2 separate regions of the Gossypium hirsutum genome follow, and region 1 is linked to region 2. The links are chromatin contacts, called in public Hi-C maps. All regions are on one chromosome and are shown on one strand. The core of a region is the stretch at or near the end of the contact, and the rest is flanking DNA. Distances in the headings are between cores, read along the strand shown.

Region 1 (6,009 bases), core at 1,933-4,432, 200 kb after region 2:
AATTTCAGTTCAATTATAAATCAAAACAATTCATAGCTCAATTTAGTTATCATAAATCAATAGTCAATCATTATTCATAACATATATATGAAAATGGAACTTAAATTGGGTTTACGGAACCTTAAAAATAGTTTGGAAACAACAAGGACTAATCTGAAACAAAATAGAAAAACGTAGAAAAATTTGAAAACAGGGGTCACACAACCGTGTGACAGAGCCCAGGCTGTGTGGCTCAGGAACATGGTCGTGTGGCCAACCGTGTACAATTCGAAGTGAGGGGCACACAACTGTGTCTCCAGGCCGTGTAACAACCTGATGCCATGTGGAAAAACCTACACCTAAAAATTAATAAGACACACGGCTGTATGAAGAGACTGTTATTTTGTGAAAATGAAAAAGTGAAAGGATAGAAGCAATATGGAGGTAGGGACGGAAAAGGGTGGTGAAAGCTTGGTCAACTGTGACTAGGTTCAATGAACCACAATAAAATGCAAGATATAAAGTTTTGACAAGGGAGGGAGACATGAAGTGAAATGAGGATCATGTTACCTCAACATATGGTAAGTTTGACTCATAAAGAGGGAAAGGAATCCTTCTAAAGATGGTAACAATGGGGTGGACGACAAGCACATTATGCACATGGACATTGTGTTAAAAAATTAAATAAAAAGATGAAAAGATAAAAGTAATAGGGAGGTAGGGACGGAAAAGGGTGGTGAAAGCTTGGTTAACTGTGAGTAGGTTTAATGAACCACAATAAAATGCAAGATATAAAGTATTGACAAGAGAGGGAAACATGGAGTGAAATGGAGAATCATCCTAAAGATGGTAAGTTTGACTCATAAAGAGAGAAATGAATCCTCCTAAAGATGGTAACAATGGGGTGGACAACAAGAACATTATGCATATGGAAATTGTGTTAAAAAAATTAAATAAAAAGATAAAAACAAGGGAGACTTGAACTTAATACATCTAAGGTAGCTTAAGAGCACTTAACCACTTAACCACCACACTTCGTTATTTTAATTCTTACCACATTTATTTTAAAAATATGGTGTGGCCTTTTATTATAAACTTAAATTTTAGTAATGAATATCAATAGCAATATATTATAACAATTATAAAAATCCTAAAAATTGACATGTTAGCATTTAAATTATCACCATCATAGAGACAATCTCAATATCCTTTTATTATTTAGATTTGTCACGATCATCAATCTGGCATGCCAAATTTGATTCACCATCATTTTATATTCGTTTCCATATTGTCTCTCTTTCGCTTGATGGAATCTTGATAGAGTTTGACTAAATGTTTAGGCATATGACAGGTGCGTAACCAATGGCCTTTGATAACTTAAGTTATTCCACTCTATATAGGGTTCTCTTGGAAATTCTTATTTCTTTTTCCTATCTTTATTTTTCCACTTATAATGGTGAAAAGAATTATTATAACCATTTCTTTTACCTTGCCTAGAACAGGTTATAAAATAACAAGAAAGGGTTAAAAAAAGAGACAAAAAGGGTTTTTTTAGAGAATTTTGAGAGGAATTTTCTTTTTTCATGAGGATCATGCTGACAATGTGTTATGAAATAAATAAATAATAAAAAGAGTAAATGAGCAAGAAATATGTTAGTAAAAGAGAGCATATTTTATTAATTTATCTGATAGTTACAATGTTTCTCTAAAGTCTATATTTATAGATATAAGAAGTATAAAACTCTATTTCTATTTAGACCTGTCCATGGGTCGAGCCGAGACAGATTCAGGTTGGGCCTTGCCAAAATTTTAGGCTCGGGCTTGGCTCAACCTAAAAATGGGCCTAAAACTTTGACCAAGTTCGAGCCGAATAAAAATGCTAAAAACATGGGTCCGGCCCGATCGAATTAATTTTTTACATTATTTTTTTATAAAAAATTTTAAAATATAATACATCAAAAATACTAAAAACATTCAAATAAATGTTTCCCAACAAATTGAAAATAAATTAAAAAAATATTCATACTTAAATAATAGTAAGATAGGTGTAACTTAACAAGCAAATGTCTCTAAAACAGTAACAAAATTAACAATAAAATAAGAGTTATACAATACGCAAACGATAATAACAAAATAATAGTAATATAATAGTGAAATGGTAGTAAAACAGTGAAAAACAACAAGAAAACAATAATAAAATAGCATTTTTTTGTCTTTTTGCTAATTTGGGCTGAGCTCGAGCCAAAAGAGCCTTACCTGAGGCCCAACTCAATTTTTAAATGGGCATTATTTTTTTTGTCCAAGCCCATTTTTCGAACTTATATTTTTACCGAAACCCTTCCACTTTTTTAGCATACCTTCGAGCCGGCTCAGGTGGCCTGACCCATGAACAGGTCTACTTTTAATAAACATTAGAGTCATAATATACGTCAAACTTATCTTGATTTTGATGAACATCCACCTAATAATAAAATATTTATAACAAAAACAACATATTTAAACAATTTATATTTAAAAAAAATATTTTTAAAAGAATATAATTTTTATATTTTTAAAATGAATTTATAAAAAAATATATTTTTGAAAGGAATATAATTTTCAATAAAAATGTTATATATTTCCAAATATTCTACGAAAAAGAAGAATAGCTCGTAAGGCCGTCACCTACCTGGTCAAATGTCAACAAACAATCACGTGGTAGCCCTTGATTGGGCAACATGCCACATCAACATAAAATATGACGTAATCAAGGTTAGGTACCGAAATATTTAACGAAAAAAATACATGTATGAAATTGGACATTTTGAAAATATGTGTCACATTAGAACAAACCTAAAGTACAAGGGCCTTTCTTGCCATTATCCCATTTTAAAAATATAAAAAGTATAGATACTAAAAATAATCAAATTGAAGAATAGAGATTAAATTCACAACTTACGCATAATATAGGACTAATAGCTTAATTTGACCTAAGGGACTCAATTTATATCATTTGGGTCAACTGGAAGTTTAAAATTTAAAAAGTACAACAATAAAAATTGGCCAAATTAAAGTAGCTGAACTAATTCCACAACTAACACATAATGCAGGGACTAATAACAGAATTTAACATATATTCATTGGTAAGTTGAGACTGAAGGCCCAATCTTGACCAAATCAAAGGGCCCAAATATAAGAAAATCCATAAAGCGCAAAAATATGATGGAAGCGGATTCCTCCTAACGCGACCTCCCTCTCTGCCTGTCTGTTATTCAAATCTCCGACCAAGGTAATTTACTTAACTAGGGTTTTCAAGTTTTTAGAACTTTTTGGCGGTTTAATCTTTGGCCCTTTTTCTTACTGCTTTTTTCAGGATTCTTCTGATCCCTAATTTAATTCTTTTGCAATTTTTCTTGATTATTTATTTTGTTTCTGCATCTTGCTGAAATACAGTCTGTGTTTCAGTTATATCTTCCATATAGTTTCCTATAAAACTATACATGTCTTATGTAATCTGAAAACTTTGAATATATTAGCAAGTATATGTAAAAATTTGAGGCAAAAGAAATTCTTGATTTGAATTACTTTCTTAATTTATGAACAGTGAGATTTCAAGGAACTGCAGCTTAGCGAGCTGCGGTCTAAACCCAGTTTTGTATTAAGAGTAAGAATAAGACTTTAAAAAAAGATGGCATTGGTGGTAATTTGTGGGCAGCCGTGCAGTGGGAAGTCGACAGCTGCGAAATGTCTAGCTGAAGCTCTGAATGAATCAGAGTGCAAACAGACTGTAAGGATCATCGATGAGACTTCATTTCATCTTGATCGTAATCAGAGCTATGCTAATATGCCATCAGAGAAGAATTTACGGGGAGTGCTTAGGTCCGAAGTTGATAGGTCTGTCTCCAAAGATAATATCATTATAGTTGATTCTTTGAACAGTATCAAGGGTTATCGATACGAGTTGTGGTGTTTGGCTCGTGCTGCTGGGATAAGGTACTGTGTGTTGTACTGTGATGTTGGAGAATCGCACTGTAGGAAATGGAATGAAGAGCGTCGGGAGAAGGGAGAGGCTGCATATAATGATGTGATATTTGAGGATTTAGTTAGAAGATTTGAGAAACCGGATAGAAGAAATCGTTGGGATTCGCCTTTGTTCGAGCTATGGGCTCATAATGATGGAGTGGAGAGATCTTCTATTGCCATTGTAGATGTGGTTTTGTATTTGACAAAAAAAGCAGACTCGAAATCTCGGGATGTTAAGATTTTGCAGCCAACCATTGCCACACAAAATACCCGGTTTTCAGAGGCAAATTCACTGTATGAGATGGACAGAGCCACGCAGGAGGTGATTAATGCTATTGTGGAAGCACAATCCCAGTCAATTGGAGGACCTCTTGCCAATATCTCCATTGGTCAAGGTTTACCGAATATCGATATTTCTAGATCGGTTGGGTTGCCGGAGCTACGGAGATTACGGAGAACATTCATCAAGTTAACAGGACAAACAAGTTTGAGTGGACGACCTCCCCCTTCCGATTCCAACAGTGCAAAGAGGATGTTTGTAGACTATCTGAATCGAGAACTTGGAACTATTGCTTGAAAGAGGGTAATACTACTAATACTTACCTAGTTTTATACCTTGAACAGTGTTGTCAAAGGTCACTACTTTATTTTCTACTTTTACTTTCTCCAAAGATCCATTTTAGATTGTCTCATAATTATCTTTAGACTCGGCATTGAGAGTCATTAAGAGAACAGTTTACATTTGCAGGACATGTTATATTGATGCGTATGATGAATGATTAAAGGACAGCATCAATCATATCTAATCATCAATGTCATTTGCATCTATGATTGAAGGGTTCTATTTCTTTTTACATTTTGTGAATTTTCTAAAGACTTTCTGAGTTTGTGGATGTGATGAATTAAGTTCTTTGCCATTCTCCAAATGTGCTAAACTAATACCAACAATTGCAGTAACGAGGAAAAAAAAAAATCTCGGCTCTTTAAAACGTGCTTTGAAGCTTAAATTTAGAGTTTTTTTTTTTTTTTTTTTTAAACTTTGTATGTTGATCTCAACACTGTTGTGGTATTTGGTGTGGCACCTTCAAATTAAACGTTGTTCTTATGGGTCCAAATGTTCCACAGAGTAATGGAAAAGCCACCGAAGTCTTCAGGCATGAGTTCTTCGCCCCTTGCATGTTCCATGATTAGCATGATCCTATCCCTTACTAAATTAACTCCAAGGTTATACGTACGGATTTTAAGGGGTGAGCCAAACCAAACTGCTTTGCAAAGTTACATTTGCAAAAGAGATGATATAAGGTCTCTATTTCAGCTTTAACAGAATGTGCACTCAGTAGCCATGGATCTAATTCTTTTGTGAATTTTGGCTTTGCAAGGTAGTGCATCTTCCACACAAAAACGGCAATCTTAAAAGGTATTTTAGCCGACCACAACATCCTTCAAGCATCTTCGAAATGTTCATGTTGTGGGAATTCAACCATCTGCCACTTTGATTGTTGAGCTCGTGAGAGTATGATGATTTTACTAAAAAGTTACCATCTCGGTCTTTTGTTGCCTTCAAATAGAGATTTTGCTTCCCACCATCTTCGAGGGTCCATACTTTGCAATTCATCTTGAACCTATTCATAATTCTCTTCCTCCAAATTGCTTGGATCACTTAACCTATTTTCTCTCTGTTATGTGATGTTATGCTTGATTAGATCTCTTATGTTCATAATGTTTCTCGAAGTACACGAGTTACCTGATTTTGGTTCGCATTGAAGGAAATTTTCATCATAGCAATACGTTTTTACCAAGGTTTCCTTGAAGAGCTAGCTATGATAACTAACAATTCTGCATGCTTGCTTTGCTAGTAGAGCTTTATTCATGATGTTCATTTTTTCTTATGCCTAGTCCTCCAGATAACTTACTAGTGCAAATTTGATCACAGTTTATGTAATGTAGTATTTTGGTCTTTACCCCACCAAAACTTGCGCATCAATGATCCATTCATTGCATATTTCTTTAGAGCTCGGGAGCAGGATA
Region 2 (5,923 bases), core at 366-2,865:
TAAATAAACTTTTTCTCATGTTATTTCACTAATAATCAAACATAGTATAAGGGAATTATAGGTGGAGTAAGGTGAATTGATGAAGGTTTTGTGTTGCAGGTTTGATTCTTGAACTCTTGGTTATTTGTATTCGTTCTATTTGAATATTTATATAAAAATATGAAAAGATAAATACATTGTTACAATAATATTTAATTGAATATTTATTGAATCCAAGTTGTAAGTTATTGGTTAGAAGTTCACTTTCTTTTGGATTAGTTTGAGTTCAAATTGTTAAAAAATATAAATATCACATATATAACAAGAGTAATTACATATAAAAATTGATCAAATTTGGTTAAGATTTATTGAGCTTTAGTTATTAAATAAAGTATGAACCAAATATGTGTAGATACTTTAGTAATTAATTTTTAATTGATGATGGGCTGATTAAAAATTAGGGTTAATGTGCAAAAGTTATATATATTAGAGTTATGATCCCCAAATTACACATAGATAACTTTTCTAATATCTAATCTTTAGAAAAGAGAGAGTCTCCTTCTCAAAATTACTTGTATGCTATTTTGGAACATCAAAATCACAATACTTGAAAAATTCAAGAAATCCATGACTTCAAGTATGCTTTCGCATCTAGTTTTTTTTTGATTTATTCTTAATGATTTAATATGACAGATTCTGATTTATTAATATTTATTTTAGATTTTAATGTTGTGGCAAAATATATATTAACTCTTTTTTTTTAAATAAGGTTAATGATTTAACTAATCGTTGAACTAATAAAAATACCATCTTTAGAAAAAAGAGTTTAGATAATATTTATGATTAAAAATTAAATACTAAGTATAATTCAAATATCAATATATAAGTTAAACCTTTTATAAAATTCAAAATAAATTAAAAAAAATGGAAATGTGTTGATGTACATTGTTTTTCTTACCATGTCTGGTAGGGGGAATGTTATTCCCCAAATTCATTGAATGTAATATTCGTTTATTTTGTTTATTTGGTTGAGTGTAATATTCATTCAATAAAATGATCATTACTTCTATATTACTTGTCTTCTAGTAATAGTTATTCTTTGGTATCACCAAATCAAAGAATGACTATTCAATTCTACATTGAATAACAAAATAATAATAATTTCCAGATTAGTCCTTTAGAACTTGGAATTTGAAAATAAGATATTCGAAATATTTTAATATAATTTAATATAAAATATTTAATTTCAAAATATAATTTAAAATAAAATATTTGAATATAATTATATTAAAATAATTATATTAAAAATATTATTAAATTATTTTTTTTATTTTTATCAAATTATAATTAATAATAATTATATTAAAATATGACTAAATTATTTTTTATTAAATTATTTTTAATAATAATCCTATTAAAATTTAATAACAATAACAATAATTACCTACAAAAAAATTTATGCTAAGGGTACTCTAATCATTTTAATTTTTTTTATTATACTATTACAACATCATTCCATTCAACCAAACACAAGAATACTATTAGAGGGCGTTTGGTTGGGGGAGTAGGCATGCATTCCCCCCTATACAGCGGGCCCACAACCAAACGGCTGTTTGGTTCACTGTAATAACATTACATCCCGAATCGGTTACTATCCTATTACTCCCATTGCCCGTAATAGCTATTACGCCCCCTCAGCGCCGATTAGGGATTCCGCCCGCTTTTCATCTTTTCTTTTCTATTTTCTGCCCTTATCAAGCTTCCGATTCTCCCAAGTTTCCCTTCCAGAGGTAATTTCTTTTCCCTTCCATCGATTCTGCCATCTATTCTTCTCGTTCGTTTCTTTTATTTTCTTCATGGATTATCTCTGTTGTTGTTGTTATTTTCTTTATGGATTATCTCATTCGGTTCTGCCATCGGTTCTTCTCGTTTTATTTTCTTTTATTTTCTTCATAGATTATCTCTGTAATTTCTTTTCCCTTCCATCGGTTCTGCCATCGGTTCTGCCGTCGCTTAATCAACCGACTTCAGTAATTCTCAAGAAAGGCTTTTATGAGGGGGTGTTTGAAGCAACATTTTTGGAGGCATTAATAATACGTTCAATCTTGGGAACCAACGCAGTTTTTAATCTGATATTTCCAGTTTTCTTTATAAACAATTTTCGCCATTTTTTTCTCAACTAACCCGTGGAAAATCTCTCCCAAATTCACCTAATACCCAGATTCCAACTCTTATTTTTGATAAAAATCATGGAGGCAGCATCTTTATCTGGAGTTCTTTCATATATCAAACTCTGTGGTTCCAGTCTCTGCTATTCTGATGATAGATTTTCAAGGTAATCCTTTTATTTTCTTTAAACTATTAATTAGAGGTTTATGCTTTATAGTTTTTTTCTGAATGGGTTTTTTTTAACTTTATAGAACCTAAGATTGTTCTTAGCTCTTCTTTTTGTGAATCAAAGATGAAATTCTTGGATTTGTCCATTTCTTTATATTGTTTTTTTTCTGGTGATTCATCAGGGCAGACGCATTGCGTCTTTCTCACGACATTCATCTAATGGATTCAATGGTGTGAATAAACCTTTATCTAAAGCCCTTATCAAAGGACCCTTTCTCAGTGATGGCCTAATTCAGAGGAGAAATCTGCATTTGCAAGCAATTTGCAGGGTGGGGGTTTACACCTTAGGTGAAAATGATGTTGTGGAATCTCATCACTCACATGCCATGGAGGAAAAAATTGGGGTTCTTCTTTTGAACCTTGGAGGGCCAGAGACACTTAAAGATGTTCAACCTTTTCTATATAACTTGTTTGCTGATCTTGTACATTATTTTGCTTGTTCTTTTTTTGTTTTGTGTGTGTGTATTTCATATGAACATTTGTGGGTTTCAAGTTACAATGGTGTTGAGGTGATGATGTTTCTTTGTGCAGGATATAATACGGTTGCCTGGGCTGTTTAAGTTACTTCAACGGCCATTGGCGAAGCTAATATCTGTTCTTCGAGCTCCGAAAAGTGAAGAAGGGTATGCTGCCATTGGTGGCGGCTCACCTTTGCGTAAAATAACCGATGAACAGGTAAAATCAAGTCCCTTGATTGTAGAAATTTGCTTGTTACTTTGTCCTGAGCTAGTAGCTTGAAAATGAACTATTGTACTTTTATATGGATATTTTTTTCCAAAACGAACCATGCTGTGCTTTGGGGAAACTGGCAAGTATATTTATAGTTTAAAGAACTCGTTGCAGGCAAATGCTCTTCGAATGGCTTTGGAGGCAAATAATGTGAATGTCAGTGTGTATGTTGGAATGCGATATTGGTATTCATTCACAGAGGAGGTCATTGAGCAGGTTCGTCTCTTGATAGCCTAAGAAATTTGCATGTGTTTTGAACTTGTATGATACCATATACGGAGAGTGAGCTCTTTCTGTTGTGCTTTTGTTGATATTTAATGTGGTTGTTAAGTTGATTAAATCCTTACATGAGGGATACTCTTATTTGGTTATGCCTTTGAAGAACTTTATACCTCATATATTAATTTGGAATTCTCTGTGTAGCATTGAATGATCTATCTTCAAATTCAATTCGGGTTATATACTGATTACCGATAAGCATTTATTATGTGCAACACAGATTAAGCTAGACAGGATAAAAAAGCTTGTTGTGTTGCCATTATATCCTCAGTTCTCCATTTCCACAACTGGAAGAGATTGACATGGAATATAAGCACTTAGCTCTTGAATCCGGAATCGAGAATTGGGGTCGTGTTCCTGCCCTCCGCATGTATGGTAGTGAAAATACAATATGGTAGTTCTTTGCACTATGTAGACGCATGGTTATAGTGAAGTTGTTATTCTTGTATGGTATCTCATTGATTTTGTATATATATTCTCTTAGACTTCTGTATATTTTGAAAAACCGCACATCTATAAGGACCTAAATATCTAAAAGTTTTAATTTTAGGTTGATACATTGTTGGACGGTATCAAATGGGATGACAAAGGTTTAGCAGTGGCTATAGCTCAAAATGTTGACACTGGAGCCATATTAATGCAAGGCTTTGTGAACAGGGGTGCACTAGCTACAACTATCACTTCTAGGAAGGCAATGTTCTTCAGTCGATCACGGGCAACATTATGGACAAAAGGAGAAACTTCCAACAATTTCATCAACATTTATGACAAAAGGAGAAACAAGTTATGCGTGCAATTTAGTTGGAGAGGTTTTTTGTTAGGTCATGTAAGACTTTTGTTGGTTAAACTATTAGAAATTCAAGAGCAAATTGGGTCCTCTAATATAAAAATGAGCATAATTCGTTTTGAAGCAAACAAGTAACTTTTGAATAGTTTTAATATTTTTCTTATCTAAATGCTCGTGGAAAAAATTGAAAATAAACATGTCTAAAAGTTTAATCATAAAAAAATCATCTTTCTACAGAAAATACAAAAAAAAAGTTAAAATGAAAGAAGAAAACAACATTGAAGACCAAAATTGCTACAATTCAAAACTAGAAACAAAAATGAAATTGAGAAAATAAAATTTACTTTCTAAATTTTAGAATTCGAAATTGTTGATGCACAAGTAATAGAATCTTAATTTGTCAATGGACAGAAAATCACTGATGAGATGAGTTGAAAGGTGCTTTACGGTCGAAAATGGAATACATAATTGGGAGTATGAAGAAAAACCCTAATTCATTATGTTGTTAAACAAATTGAACTTGGGTTGCTGATGGTAAAGTAACAATCATAAAATCATTATTCAAAGTCAAGTTCAAATATTTTAATATTTGATAGAAGAAATTGATAAAGTTTGTTGATACAATCATAAAAATATTTAATACTAAGAATTTTATTAAATTATATATTTTTTGTTAAATTATATTTAATAATAATTATTTTAAATTATATTTTATAGTATTATATATTATGATTTTAGTAAATTCATATATTTTATTAAATTATATATTTTTATTAAATTATATTTAATAATAATTATGTTAAAATATGATTAAATTATTTATGATTTATATTAATAATCTTATTAAAAATTAATAACAATAACAATAATCATCTACCTAAAAAAATTTCTGCTAAGAGTATTCTAGTCATTTTAGTTTTTTCCTTATACTATTACACCTCTATTCTATTCAACCAAACACAAGAATATCATTACGCCTCTATTCCATTCTATTCAACCAAACAAAAGAATTACCTATTACGCCTCTATTCCATTACGCATCTATTCCATTACACTTCTATTCCATTACAGCGAACCAAACGTGCTGTTACAGTTCTATTTCATTCCATTCAACCAAATAGTTGAATTATTTATTACAACTCTATTATATTACAACTCTATTCCATTATAGCTCTATTCTATTACAGCGAACCAAACGTAGTGTAAAAATTTTGAGTGGCTCAAAGTTTTAGGAAGGGAAAGAATTATGCCTAGTTGTAAAATGGTTGATGATTTTCATCGTTAAACTAAATTGATGGACATGACATGTGGTAATTTCAAGTTTGATAGTAAAATTATAAACAATCTGAAAAAAGAGTTATTAAAAATTAAAAATATTTAAAAATAATAAAATTGATATATCTTATAAAAATAATAAAAACTTATAAATATTATAAAAATAAAAATATAATAAATTCTAACAAATTATAAAAAAAATTATAAAACTAATAAACATATTTAAAATTTTTAAAATTTTATAAAAACGTAAAAAAATCTTAAAAACTTATAAAAAAATTAAAAATCATAAAAAGTATTAAATATTATTTAATGTTAAAAATATTAAAATTCATATAAACTTATAAAATTTATTTAAAAATCATAAAAACTTATAAATATTATAAAAAATTCTAATAATTTATTAAAACTTTATGAAATTATTAAAATATATTTAAAAAATCATAAAACTTATAAATATTATAAAAAATTCTAATA

The links. A called contact is a pair of places that touch in the nucleus more often than the background predicts.
Region 1: a Hi-C map of leaf shows a contact between it and region 2, with 1.8 times the contacts expected there. The contact joins the promoter of LOC107910137 here to the promoter of LOC107910123 in region 2. A contact is called at or near these places in 3 of 34 Hi-C or Micro-C datasets (all in leaf).

What each region holds. Positions count from the first base shown.
Region 1 is chrD02:46,246,300-46,252,308 of Gossypium_hirsutum_v2.1, forward strand. It overlaps LOC107910137 (protein KTI12 homolog), which reads left to right and starts at 3,183. Exons shown (of 4, transcript XR_005910270.1): 1 at 3,183-3,247; 2 at 3,563-4,564; 3 at 5,107-5,283; 4 at 5,361-5,776.
Region 2 is chrD02:46,045,580-46,051,502 of Gossypium_hirsutum_v2.1, forward strand. It overlaps LOC107910123 (ferrochelatase-1, chloroplastic), which reads left to right and starts at 1,616. Exons shown (of 6, transcript XM_041088576.1): 1 at 1,616-1,769; 2 at 1,936-2,314; 3 at 2,499-2,798; 4 at 2,908-3,051; 5 at 3,220-3,321; 6 at 3,935-4,334. The coding sequence starts at 2,703. The coding sequence ends at 4,306.